Regions from separate parts of the Cricetulus griseus genome. Here all the other regions are linked to region 3. The links are chromatin contacts, called in public Hi-C maps. All regions are on one chromosome and are shown on one strand. The core of a region is the stretch at or near the end of the contact, and the rest is flanking DNA. Distances in the headings are between cores, read along the strand shown.

Region 1 (3,741 bases), core at 1,191-3,690, 220 kb after region 3:
GTATTTTGCTTCCCCCAATGTATTTTAAAGTTCTTAATGGCCTTTGCAGCTACTGTCAGCACTGAATCTCCAGCTCCACTTTTGCTGGCAGGGTCCTTTAGGTCTCAACCCAATCCCTACCTTCCAAGAGTATCAAACTCCTTTTCCATGTGTTCTCACAGAGCCATCCATGGTTCACTGTCACTGTTGATTTTATTGTGTGCTTAAGGATTCATTGCTGTTCTCCCGAAACAAGACAGTGGAGTCTCTAAGGTAAATGGGTTTGTCATTCTCCTCTGGTGATAGAATGTCTGGTAGTGAGTAGGACTCCAGTAAGAATTGCTGATGGGTGACCAAGCGGATGAATGGATGGACGGACAAATGGATGTATGAAATGTCCTTGTGTCCTACATTTTATTTGATGTCTCTTCCTAGCCTGTCCTCATGACCTAGAGGACCGTCACGCACAGAGGGACACACTAGAAAGCACCCTGTTGGGGAACTAAAGGCAGATTGTAGGTCTTGGCCTCAAAGCCCCATGGAAAGTTGGGAAAGTAAAAGTCACACAAAGTCCTAGGAAAAGTTGTTAAAGTTTCTGTCTTTCAGAGGGGGGAGCTGAGCATGCTTTGGGATTGCTGCTGCTCTGTGTTCTCAGGACCTGGGAAGAATACCCCAGGCAGAGGTTGGCCTCAGGTAGGGCTCCTGTCTGATTCAGCACCACATAAAAGCTCTGATCAATTCCAGGCATATCTCTGGTTGGAAAAACATAGCCGAGTCCAGTAGATTCCATTGTAGTCCTTGTGGGATCCTTCAAGCTACAGCTCACTTGACTGGCCCAAGGCACCCTCTAGATGCAACAGGGCAGGGAAGCAATGGGCATTGGCGTTTGCTCCTTGCACCCCAAGATTGAACTGTCTCAGTTGGAATCTCCTGTCTGCTTTTAAGGTGAATTTAGACAAATTAGTTGTATTTATCCATTTCTTCTTCCATAAGTTGGGGGAAAGGTTGGGCTTTGTAAAGCCTCCAGTCCCACCACTAGAGACGGAAGCAGAAGGATGAGTTCAAATTCAGGCTGGGATATATAACACGACACATGGTTATGTTCTTGCGTCAAGGGAAGATGGTGTGGGTATGGACCACGGCCCACCTGGTAGTGGTTTGATAGGGCCAAGTGGACATAAAGTGCTTACAGAGGACAGGGTGTGTCATAGATGGTCAAGAGATGCTCGCTGTCATTAGTAGCATCCTTTTGACTATTTGCAGCAGCTTCGATGGGAATTCCATGCCAGCCTTTATGGTTGCTTCCCCTTCAGGCTATGGCAGAAACCACATTTTCCATCTATCCTGTCTGCCTACGTGCCTTTGGCCCCAACTGTTTCCTACAAGGACCCAAACACAGTGTGCAAAGAATGGCACTCATCATCCTGCATTTCACCTTTCAATATCTTCACAAGGGGTACCGAGACAACCTTTAACTGTCCGATAATCCATATTGTGTAGTAGCTGGGGCGTGGGCATGCTGTGTACACAGGCAGGAGATAAATTAAATAGTGCTGACAGTGTGTGTGAGAGAGTGTGCCCAGCCTGCCGCCCAGATTTCTTAGATCATTTAAGCACATTTCGTGTAATGGAATGCGTTATGACTTCAGCAGCTTCTGAATAAAAGTTGGAGGAGGGAAAAAAAAAAAAAAACAATCTGAAACATGGCACCAGCCAGGCTCCCCCAGGGAGTTATTTAAGGCAGCCCGGGCACTTGTGTGGAAATTGGGCTTGGTCAAAGAACAGCCACTGTTCTTTTAGAATGCCAGCCCCTCCCCCTGGGGAGGGGAGCTATCCCCCTTTTATTTTTAGATTTGAGATGAAAACGTGAGTCTGGATTTATTGTTGAGCTGTCTTCCTTTCTCTGCTCACTTGGAGCTCGTCTTTTCATCTCCGTTCTGGTCTCCCCGTGGTACCTTGGGCAGGTGGTTCAACCTCTTCTGACATCTCTGATTTTTATCTAAGATGTTTAGACTAAATAACTTTGGCGGTGCCTTCCAGCTGGTTAAACTTTTTGATTTCATGATTCCCCTTCTTGGTTGTTACAGGAAGTACAAATGCCATGCCTCAATAGGAAACTCTTAATTGATCACGTTGAAAATTTACAGCTTCCGTGTCTGGCTTTCTTAGTGTGAGCTCAGCTGTTTCATTCATGTACATTTTCTTTCTCCTTTTTCTTATCTCCCGCCTTCCTCTCTTGCTTTTCATCTGTCCTTTCCACTCTCCGTGTTAACCTCCTTTCTTTCTTTTTTCCTTTTCCTCCCTCCCCCCTTTTTTTTTCTGTAGGGTAAGGGCAGTTTAGGTTTTATTTCTACATTTCTATAGGCCTTGCTGGATGTGTGGCTATTTGATCTCAGTGGAAACTACCCATGCCTGGACATACACCAACATTCTTGCTGTTGGCAGGTTTTGGAAGCCTGCAGCCAGGGTCCTAAGGCCATCTGAGTCACTGTTAATGAACCAGACTGCCTGAAATGCTCCAGTGGTTGCCTTTTGGCACTTGGCAGGCAAATCTTTTTCATGTTAGTTTCAAGGTTGTCAGATATCATTATCCCCAAGTATTAAAATTTTCAAAAGAAAGGAGGCAGTGTGTTTGATTTATAGAATAATTATCTAGCTTCAGCTCTAACTTGGCTTTGGCAATGGTTTTGCAAGCACTCGAAAATTAAATCCATTTTTTATGGCACTACAAGGTATTATCTCACGGCAAATGATAATTAAACACCTGTGAAATCAATTAGCCCTTTAAGCAGGGGGAAAAAAAGTTTTCCAATTATGTTTTCACACCTCCAAAACTTTTATAATTCCAAACCCAACACTTGTGGAGAGGGGTATGGTTGATTGGCGGCTGCTGGGCTAGCTTTCCATAAAGATCATCCCAAAATTTTCCTTAGAATTAATCCTGTGACAATTTGTGGTAGAGGCATACATAGGAAGAAGACAAAATCACTTTTGTAGTCAACTCTCCATAGTTGTGTGTGTGGCACACAGCCTCACCTTCTCTACCACGGAAGTTACTCACTTTGTATTTTGATGCCAAGTTTTATGTGTCGATTTATTTAAAAACCAAGATGCCTCAATGGAAACTGTTCTACATTACAGAAGTGCTAGGTCTTGAAGGGTCCCATAGCTAAGTGTTCTAAACCATCTTCAATTCAGATTCACAGACCAATTGGCTAATAGCTGACATTTAATACAGTGGAAACCAGGGATGGAAGCCAGCCATTTAGCTTTACAGTAGCCTGTGCTTCATCACCATTGGGCTTGGAAGAAACTCACTTTTCCAGAGGCTTTTGGGAAATGATCGATCCTTCCTAAGCTTTCTGCTTGTGACTCAGAGCAAAAGCTGCTCCAAGAAGTTTGGCCTTATCCTTTCTGGTACCCACAGGTACTTCAATTTGTTCAGTGTTTTCTGATTCTGTCCTGCTAGTTCCTCAGGACACCTTGTTAGGTAGGCAAGATCAGAATGACTCTCAGTTTTATAAACAAGAATAGACTCGAGTCAGTATGGCTTACTTATGATGAGTCAGGGACCAGGTCCAGAGCCAGAACTTTGTTGTGAATATTAGTTCCTGCAGGCTTTATAGCATCACTCTACATAAACATGTTAAAGGATGCTCCTAAAATATTGATAAGTGGTTCCTGAAGACATTTTTAATGGCTCCTCCTTTTAAATCAGATGGCATTCAGAGAAGTTGACAAATCTTAACATTAACTAGAGAA
Region 2 (3,823 bases), core at 154-2,653, 200 kb after region 3:
ATTGGTGACAGAGGAGAATACTACCCCGAGGGCGGGGTTAACCAGATTAGGTTACTTCTATGTCCAGTGACTATTGTCTTAGTGTTTCTGTTGCCATAATTCAACACCATGACCACAAGCAACTTGGGGAAGAAAGGGTTTATTTCAGCTTGCAAGGCTCAGCACATGGCCCATTGCTGAGGGAAATCAAGGCAAAAACTCAGTTGGGGTGGGAACCTAGCAGTAGGAGCTGATGCAGAGGCCATGGAGGAGTGCTGCCTGGCCTCACGGCCCCCTTATTTCTTCTCCCCCGGCTTTCTTTTACCCTCCGGGACCACATACGGGGCTCAGGAATGCACCATGCACAGTGAGGTAGACCTTTCCTCATGTCAGTCAAGAGACGTACTGCAGCCTTGCCCAGAAGCAAGTCTGCCAGAGCCACACCCTCAACTCTCAGATTTCCGTGCTCCAGATGATTCCAGTCTGTGGCACGTTGACATAAAACTAGCGGATGCCAAGATCTGCAGTACTCTGTCTTAATTCTGCTCTTTTGTGCTTTTCTTCATCCTTGGCATCCTATGGGCCTGGACTCTTAGACAACAAACTGTCTGCCCCAAATGTAAGGTATCAGTTGCGTTAGACATAGAGAACCTAAAGCCATGATTGGCACTAAGGGGCTGATTGAGTGGCCTGCCTGGAAAAAAATTAATTGACTTCTTGAGACACATCTCAGGTTCAGTGCCAGGATTGGTTCCTATTCTTCCCTGGGACCCAGTCAACCTACCTACCTACTTGACTTTTAAACTAAACTACACAACAGCAAACTTACCTCACCTTGAGTTCTCTCATTACCACTTTGAGCCTAACACCATACTGTTGCATGGTAGAAAATTTTCACTTGGCTTTTTAGTAGTATTTCTCATCGGAATAAGGTTTGTGAACACTTACTTCCATTGTCCTGACATCTCTGGGAGGAGAGCGTGCATGTTTTGCTGTGTGCAGCTTGGGAAGAGCCGTGGGTGTGGGTTTTGGTGTTTCCGTTTGGCTTTTCAGAGTATCTCCAACCACGAAGTCACTGCCAGCCTTCAGAGGCCGGAAGACACATTGGCCAACTGACATTTTCTTTTTCTGTTTCAAGATAAACAATGACCTGGGTTTTAGAGACTGCCTGGTTTAGGTGTGTTTGGAGTTCCTCAGTAGTGTCTTTGTAACAGTGTGGGTTGGTTAGCCATTGCTACCAATCATTGCTTTGCAACGGGCTGCAGTTCTGAAACCACAGGGGTATTTTGAACCCTGAGACTCCAGTTGCCTAACTTCTGTGTCGCTATGACAAAATCAACACCCATGATCATTTCTGCGAGGCTGTGAGGCAATAGCTTTGAAATGAGTGGTAAATACCGCCTGGCTCTGCTTTCAAAACCGAGAGTCATTCATGAGTTCATTCATTCGCCCACTTTATAGGGAGCCTCAGTAGGAAGCAGGCAGTGCTCCAGAGTGGCAGACAGAGCAATGAACTGGATCCTGAGTCACAGGCTTCTTCTCTGGAGTGCCAGATAACGTTTTACACCCTGTAGGTTTTACTGTACCTAATGTAGCTATGGCACTCAGCTGGGGTTTGCACAAAAGCACATAGAACAGCAATAAAGCGAAGGTTGCTGAATTCCAATGAAAGCCGTTTTAGAAAAGCAGGTAACACATGGAGCATGGGTTACCACCCCTGCATCAGATCACTGCCTGCTCGGGCTGAGTGTAGGTCCTCATCATCTGCACCGAATTCTCAGCAGGTAGTTATGTTTATTATGAGAATGTGTGCTCCTAAACATGCCACCTCGTTGCAAGCAAGAATCATTCAGTGCTGTTGAAAGTGTAGCTGCCTGGAATAAAAGAATCCGCAAAGGACACCGGGAAGACAGCTGGCTAGGTGCAGTGCTTGCCTTGCAAGCATGAAGGCCTGATCTCCAGAACCCACATAGAACAAAACTGACTATGATGTGTATTCCTACAATACCAGAGTTAAAGTAAAGACAGACAGATCTCTGGGACTGGCTGGCTAGCAAGCCTGGCCCACTTGGTAAGTTCCAGTCGCATGAGAGACCTTATCTCAAAAACAAGGTAGATGGGCTCCTGAGGAATGACACCCAAAGTTGACTTCTGCCCTCCACATGCTTGTACACACACAAACACAGGCATTCCTCCCCATCTGTACATAAACCCCACATGCATGTACACACACAAACACAGGCATTCCTCCTCATCTGTGCACAAACCCCACATGCATGTACACACACAAACACAGGCATTCCTCCCCATCTGTACACAAACTCCACATGCATGTACACACACAAACACAGACATTCCTCCCCATCTATACACAAACTATCCTGCACCATGTGGAATCCTAAAATGGTTAAGATGTTAGCAAAATCAACAGAAAGTCAGTTGTGTCAAAAGCATGCATATTCTGTTATATTTAAAACTTGCAACTGATTCATTGCTTACTAATTGTGGGTTGCATTTTCCAGATTTCCACCATTCACAAGAAAACTCGTGTAGCTTTAGCCCCTGATGAACTGACCATTCCTTTAAAGCCATGAAGGCCATATGAAAACCTGTCACTAAGTAGAACACTCTGTCCCTTCACCTACAAGCTCCATCAATAATTTAAAGGAACAACTTATTCATGAATTCTGTCACTTCAGCTTATTAGTCATGGCTCTCTGCCTTTGGCGAGCAAAGTGGCCATTCATTGCTCTGATGGCCTGGCATGTTGATTTGGGGCAGGTGAGCCTGATGTGGTCGGCACGGCTCTAGGTACAGGTTGTGACTTCAAAGGCTCTTCAGATGAATGGCCCAATGCCTCCATGCAGTCACACTTGCTAGTACATTGGTACCGATTGTGGCTTACCATGGTTTTTAGAAATTCCTGATTATATGTGAGTTTCCAAAAAAAACTTTTTTGGGGGGGCGGGGTTTGGAGACAGGGTTTCTCTGTGGCTTTGGAGGCTGTCCTGGCTCTTGTAGACCAGGCTGCTCTTGAACTCACAGAGATCCACCTGTGCTGGGATTAAAGGCATGTGCCACCAATGCCCAGCTATTGTCTGATGGACATGTACAGGGTTTATGGATTTTGAGTCCTAAGCAGGCAGGAGGCTGCTTTTGTAGAGGTAAGGGAATATCAATTCTCATCTCTGTAGGGCTGACTAGAACCCAAACCAGATCATCTCTAGTTGTCTGTGGGGTCTCCTTCCCTTCGCCTCTTTGTCCCTCCCTCTCCATTTTCCTTGAGACAGGGTCTCAGTATATTGCTCCGGCTGGTCCCATCATCTTTCACGCTGGGGCTCAGTTGATCTGCACATCCCCGCCCCCCCAGTCTCCTGAGTATCTGGGATTATAGGCGTGTAATAGACTCTTTCACATTTGGGAAAAACCCATAAACATTGCAGAGTTGCCATTGCTCTTGGCGTTCTCACTTCCAGGAAGTTGAGGAAGAAGAGGAGAAGAAGGAAGGGGTGTGGGGAAGGAGGGAAGGATGGAAGAGAGAAAGGGGAAGTTACTTTAGGGCGTCTGTGGAATGGCTTGGTGAGTGTTAACAAGCCCAGTGACCTGAGTTCTAGCCACACCATCTCCATGGTGGGGGGAAAGAGCCAACTCCTTCAGGGTGTCCTCTGTCCTCCACCCAAAATAATAAATAAATACAGTCCAAGATATATAGTCTCATCTGTCCTCTAACACACACTGATGCATGTACCCCTGCCCCCCCAAAAAATAATAAATAAATAAAGATGGGGGTCTCAGAAGGCCAAAGCTAGCCCCATATTTACTGTGTAGCTGAGACTGGCCTTGA
Region 3 (3,628 bases), core at 643-3,142:
TCTACGGATTGGAGGTGTTTGGTACCCAGCTCTCAGCAGAAAGAACTCTACCTTGAAGACTGTTCTTAGCAGTCCCGCAGAGAGCTGGGGTCACATGTGACTCCAATAACTGCCTTTACCTGCACGGTTCTCATCCTATTTGGAAGATGACTGAACCCTTGTTTCTGGCCTCTCTAAATCATGTGGTAGGGACAAAATAAACTTTGAAAAGCTGCCTCATTTTTGGTAAGTCCAACACGGGCAGAAGCTTCAGGAATGTCCCGTCATAGCCCACCCACAACCCTTCCCTGCTCTATTCAAAAAAATCTGAAACAACAATGTTCGAAAACTTTCCACTCTGCCCTATTACAACTGTACCCTGGGTACACAGCCGGCTGGGGTTTTCAATAGCCCGAGGGAGGCCTGGATGTGTCTGCTCCCAGCTCAGACACTCCCACAATAAACAATCACTAAACAGCTCTGCTGCCCTAGGCAACTGCTTGTCCAGCTTGGTCAGGCTCCCAGGCTAGGGTGGGAAGGGTGCTCAGGCTCTGAGGCCAAGTGATGCTCAGGAGTTTAGCACACCTTTGGGGGCACTGGCGCTTCCTTTAGAAGACCGGTTTATCAGAATCATCCAAATAAGTTCACCCCGGATGACAGGCTTGGGGAAGGGTCGTCAATGGAAGCAAGGTCAACCGAAGCCAGGGACAATCATGGCACATTTATTGTAAATAATAATAATTATTATTTTTTTTGCTTCAAAGGTCCCCTTCTATAGCTAGGGCAGGTGACATCTTAAAAACACCACCCCAAGAATAACAGCCCAAATGGGGGCAAAGTGAAATGGTCTCTCTTCAGCCATTAGGTCCCTCCGGGCCAGTGAAGAGAACAGGTGGAAGGGAGGGACTCAGGACCGAAGTGGGGACAGAGCAGAAAGAAAGGCTCAGGAGGTGTCTTCTCAAGCTCCCAAGCACGGGTGGAGAAGTGCAACGATTCCACCGGACTGTGACAATTCCTCTTTCTGGTCGAGGATGGGTGTCTCCGCCGGGAAGACCCAAGAACGGGTGGGTTAGACACAGGGGAATCAGGAAGATCGTGTCAATGTACAAAATACAAACCAAAACAAACCAACACTGGGCCTCAGCGGGTGTCAACGCGGGAGAGAAACCTCCCGGCCCGGCGCTCGCTTTCCACCAAGTCCCCACCCCCTTCCTCCTGGCTTCTCCATTTTCAGGCATCCTCCACCAGGTCCTCTCAGCCTCCGGGCGGGGGAGGCGTCCCCGGCTCGTGGGGACCCCGGGCATCCCGAGCCGCAGGCTGCCCGGGCGTGTCCCCATCCCTGCGCCCTCGCCTTGGGGGGTGGGATGGGGGTGGATGGTGTGGACCAGCCTGGTCCAGATGGCAGCCGGCGATGGGCGACGCCCGGGAGATCGGCTCGCCCCGGCGCCCGCCCGCCCGCTCGCCCGGAGGCTCCAGGGGGTCCCGCGGCCGCGCGCCGGCGCCTCTGCCGGCTCGCCGCCGCCGGGGGGTTATGAATGGGCGCAGCGGAAGCCCCGCCCCACCCGGACGTGACGCCCGGCCAATGGCAGCGCGGGCTGCGTGGATGGATGAGGTCAGCGCTGTCGTGTCGGGAATGGAATGTGTAAGTGTAACATTCAGAACCGGGTAACATTCGGCGACCGAACGCGGCGGTCGGCAGCGCTAGCGCGGGGGCCCTGCGAAGCCACGCTCCGGGCCGGCACTGCCCGCGGGGAGGACGCACCGCTGCCGCCGCTGCCGCTGCCGCCACCACCGCCGCCGCCGCCTCCTCCGCCGATCGGCGCAGCCTCGTGCAGTGCAGCCGGCCGGGCCGCCGCGCGCCCGGGGAGCCGGCCCCGCGGCGGGCGAGCGAGCGAGCGGGGGGCGGGCGAGCCGGCGAGCGCAGGAGTAAACAGCGGCGGAGTGAGTGTGCGAGCCGCTGCAGAAGGGAAAAAAGAAAGAGCCATGCAGGGATTCGTGAGGTTACGGCGCCCCAGCTGCAAGATGCACTAGCCGGCTGAAGCCGGGGCGGGCTGACTTGTTGGAACCGCGGTGCTCGGCCACCGGAGCGTGTGCAGGAGGAGTTGAAGAGTTGCTCTCTCCCCCCCGGGCTCGTTCTCCTGACGCCGCCGAGAGAGGAATCGGAGCGGCGAGGCAAGCCAGGCACTCGGTCATTGCCATTGATTGGGTATCGGGAGCTTTTGGCTGGTTTTTTTTTTTTCTTTCTTTCTTTCTTTCTTCTTCTTCTCTCCTTCGCCGCTCGCTTTCTTTCCCTCCGTCTTGTTGCATGCAAGCAAGCAAGCAAGCAAGCAAGCAAATCGCCGGCCGCTGCTCGCTCGCCCGCCCGCCCTGGCTGCGAGACCTCCCGCCCGGCTCCCTCCCGTGCATTGTGCAGCCCGAAGATGAAAGACCGGAGGGGAGAAAGTTAAAGAAATCGCCCACATGCGCTGGATCAGTCCACGGCTTGGGGAAAGGCATCCAGAGAAGGTGGGAGCGGAGAGTTTGGAGTCTTTACAGGCGGGAAGATGGCGGACTGGAGCTCAAAGTGTTGATTGGGAAACTTGGGTGATTCTTGTGTTTATTTCCAATCCTCTTGACCCAGGCAGGACACATGCAGGCCAAAAAACGCTATTTCATCCTGCTCTCTGCTGGCTCTTGTCTCGCCCTTTTGTTTTATTTCGGAGGCGTGCAGTTTAGGGCATCGAGGAGCCACAGCCGGAGAGAGGAGCACAGTGGTCGGAATGGCTTGCACCAGCCCAGTCCGGATCATTTCTGGCCCCGCTTCGCGGACGCTCTGCACCCCTTCTTTCCTTGGGATCAGTTGGAAAACGAGGATTCCGGCGTGCACGTTTCCCCCCGGCAGAAGCGAGACGCCAACTCCAGCGTCTACAAAGGCAAGAAGTGCCGCATGGAGTCTTGCTTCGACTTCGCCCTTTGCAAGAAAAACGGCTTCAAAGTCTACGTGTACCCGCAGCAGAAAGGGGAGAAAATCGCCGAAAGTTACCAAAACATTCTAGCGGCCATCGAGGGCTCCAGGTTCTACACCTCGGACCCCAGCCAGGCGTGCCTCTTTGTCCTGAGTCTGGATACTTTAGACAGAGACCAGTTATCACCTCAGTATGTGCACAATTTGAGATCCAAAGTGCAGAGTCTCCACTTATGGAACAATGGTAGGAATCATTTAATTTTTAATTTATATTCCGGCACTTGGCCTGACTACACCGAGGACGTGGGGTTTGACATCGGCCAGGCGATGCTGGCCAAAGCCAGCATCAGTACTGAAAACTTCCGACCCAACTTTGATGTTTCTATTCCCCTCTTTTCTAAGGATCATCCCAGGACAGGAGGGGAGAGGGGCTTTTTGAAATTTAACACCATCCCTCCTCTCAGGAAGTACATGCTGGTATTCAAGGGGAAGAGGTACCTGACAGGGATAGGGTCAGACACCAGGAATGCCTTATATCATGTCCATAACGGGGAGGACGTCCTTCTCCTCACCACCTGCAAACACGGCAAAGACTGGCAAAAGCACAAGGACTCTCGCTGTGACAGAGACAACACGGAGTATGAGAAGTAAGTGGGGGCTGCCGCCCTTGGTGGCTCAGCCCTGGGCCCTGGATGCCTGAGTCCA

Evidence for each region. Hi-C and Micro-C count contacts between places; a contact is called where the count stands out from the background.
Region 1: a Hi-C map of the CHK-Q cell line shows a contact between it and region 3, with 4 times the contacts expected there. The contact joins the enhancer-like site here to the promoter of Ext1 in region 3. A contact is called at or near these places in 3 of 8 Hi-C or Micro-C datasets (the CHK-Q cell line, the CHO-K1 cell line and fibroblasts).
Region 2: a contact with region 3 is called in a Hi-C map of liver, with 3 times the contacts expected there. The contact joins the enhancer-like site here to the promoter of Ext1 in region 3. A contact is called at or near these places in 3 of 8 Hi-C or Micro-C datasets (the CHO-K1 cell line, fibroblasts and liver).

What each region holds. Positions count from the first base shown.
Region 1 is chr10:2,131,216-2,134,956 of CriGri-PICRH-1.0, forward strand. All of the region lies in intron 1 of Ext1 (exostosin glycosyltransferase 1), which reads left to right. Among named protein-coding and RNA genes, the nearest start is that of Trnae-cuc, 210 kb to the right of the region's middle. Within about 2 kb of position 2,441, at least 1 of the 6 cell types and tissues checked has open chromatin away from gene starts, as enhancers often do.
Region 2 is chr10:2,111,363-2,115,185 of CriGri-PICRH-1.0, forward strand. All of the region lies in intron 1 of Ext1 (exostosin glycosyltransferase 1), which reads left to right. Among named protein-coding and RNA genes, the nearest start is that of Ext1, 200 kb to the left of the region's middle. Within about 2 kb of position 1,404, at least 2 of the 6 cell types and tissues checked have open chromatin away from gene starts, as enhancers often do. A contact at or near this core is called in fibroblasts, where this site is marked.
Region 3 is chr10:1,906,991-1,910,618 of CriGri-PICRH-1.0, forward strand. Ext1 (exostosin glycosyltransferase 1) reads left to right here and starts at 1,893. Exons shown (of 11, transcript NM_001246767.1): 1 at 1,893-3,570. The coding sequence starts at 2,609.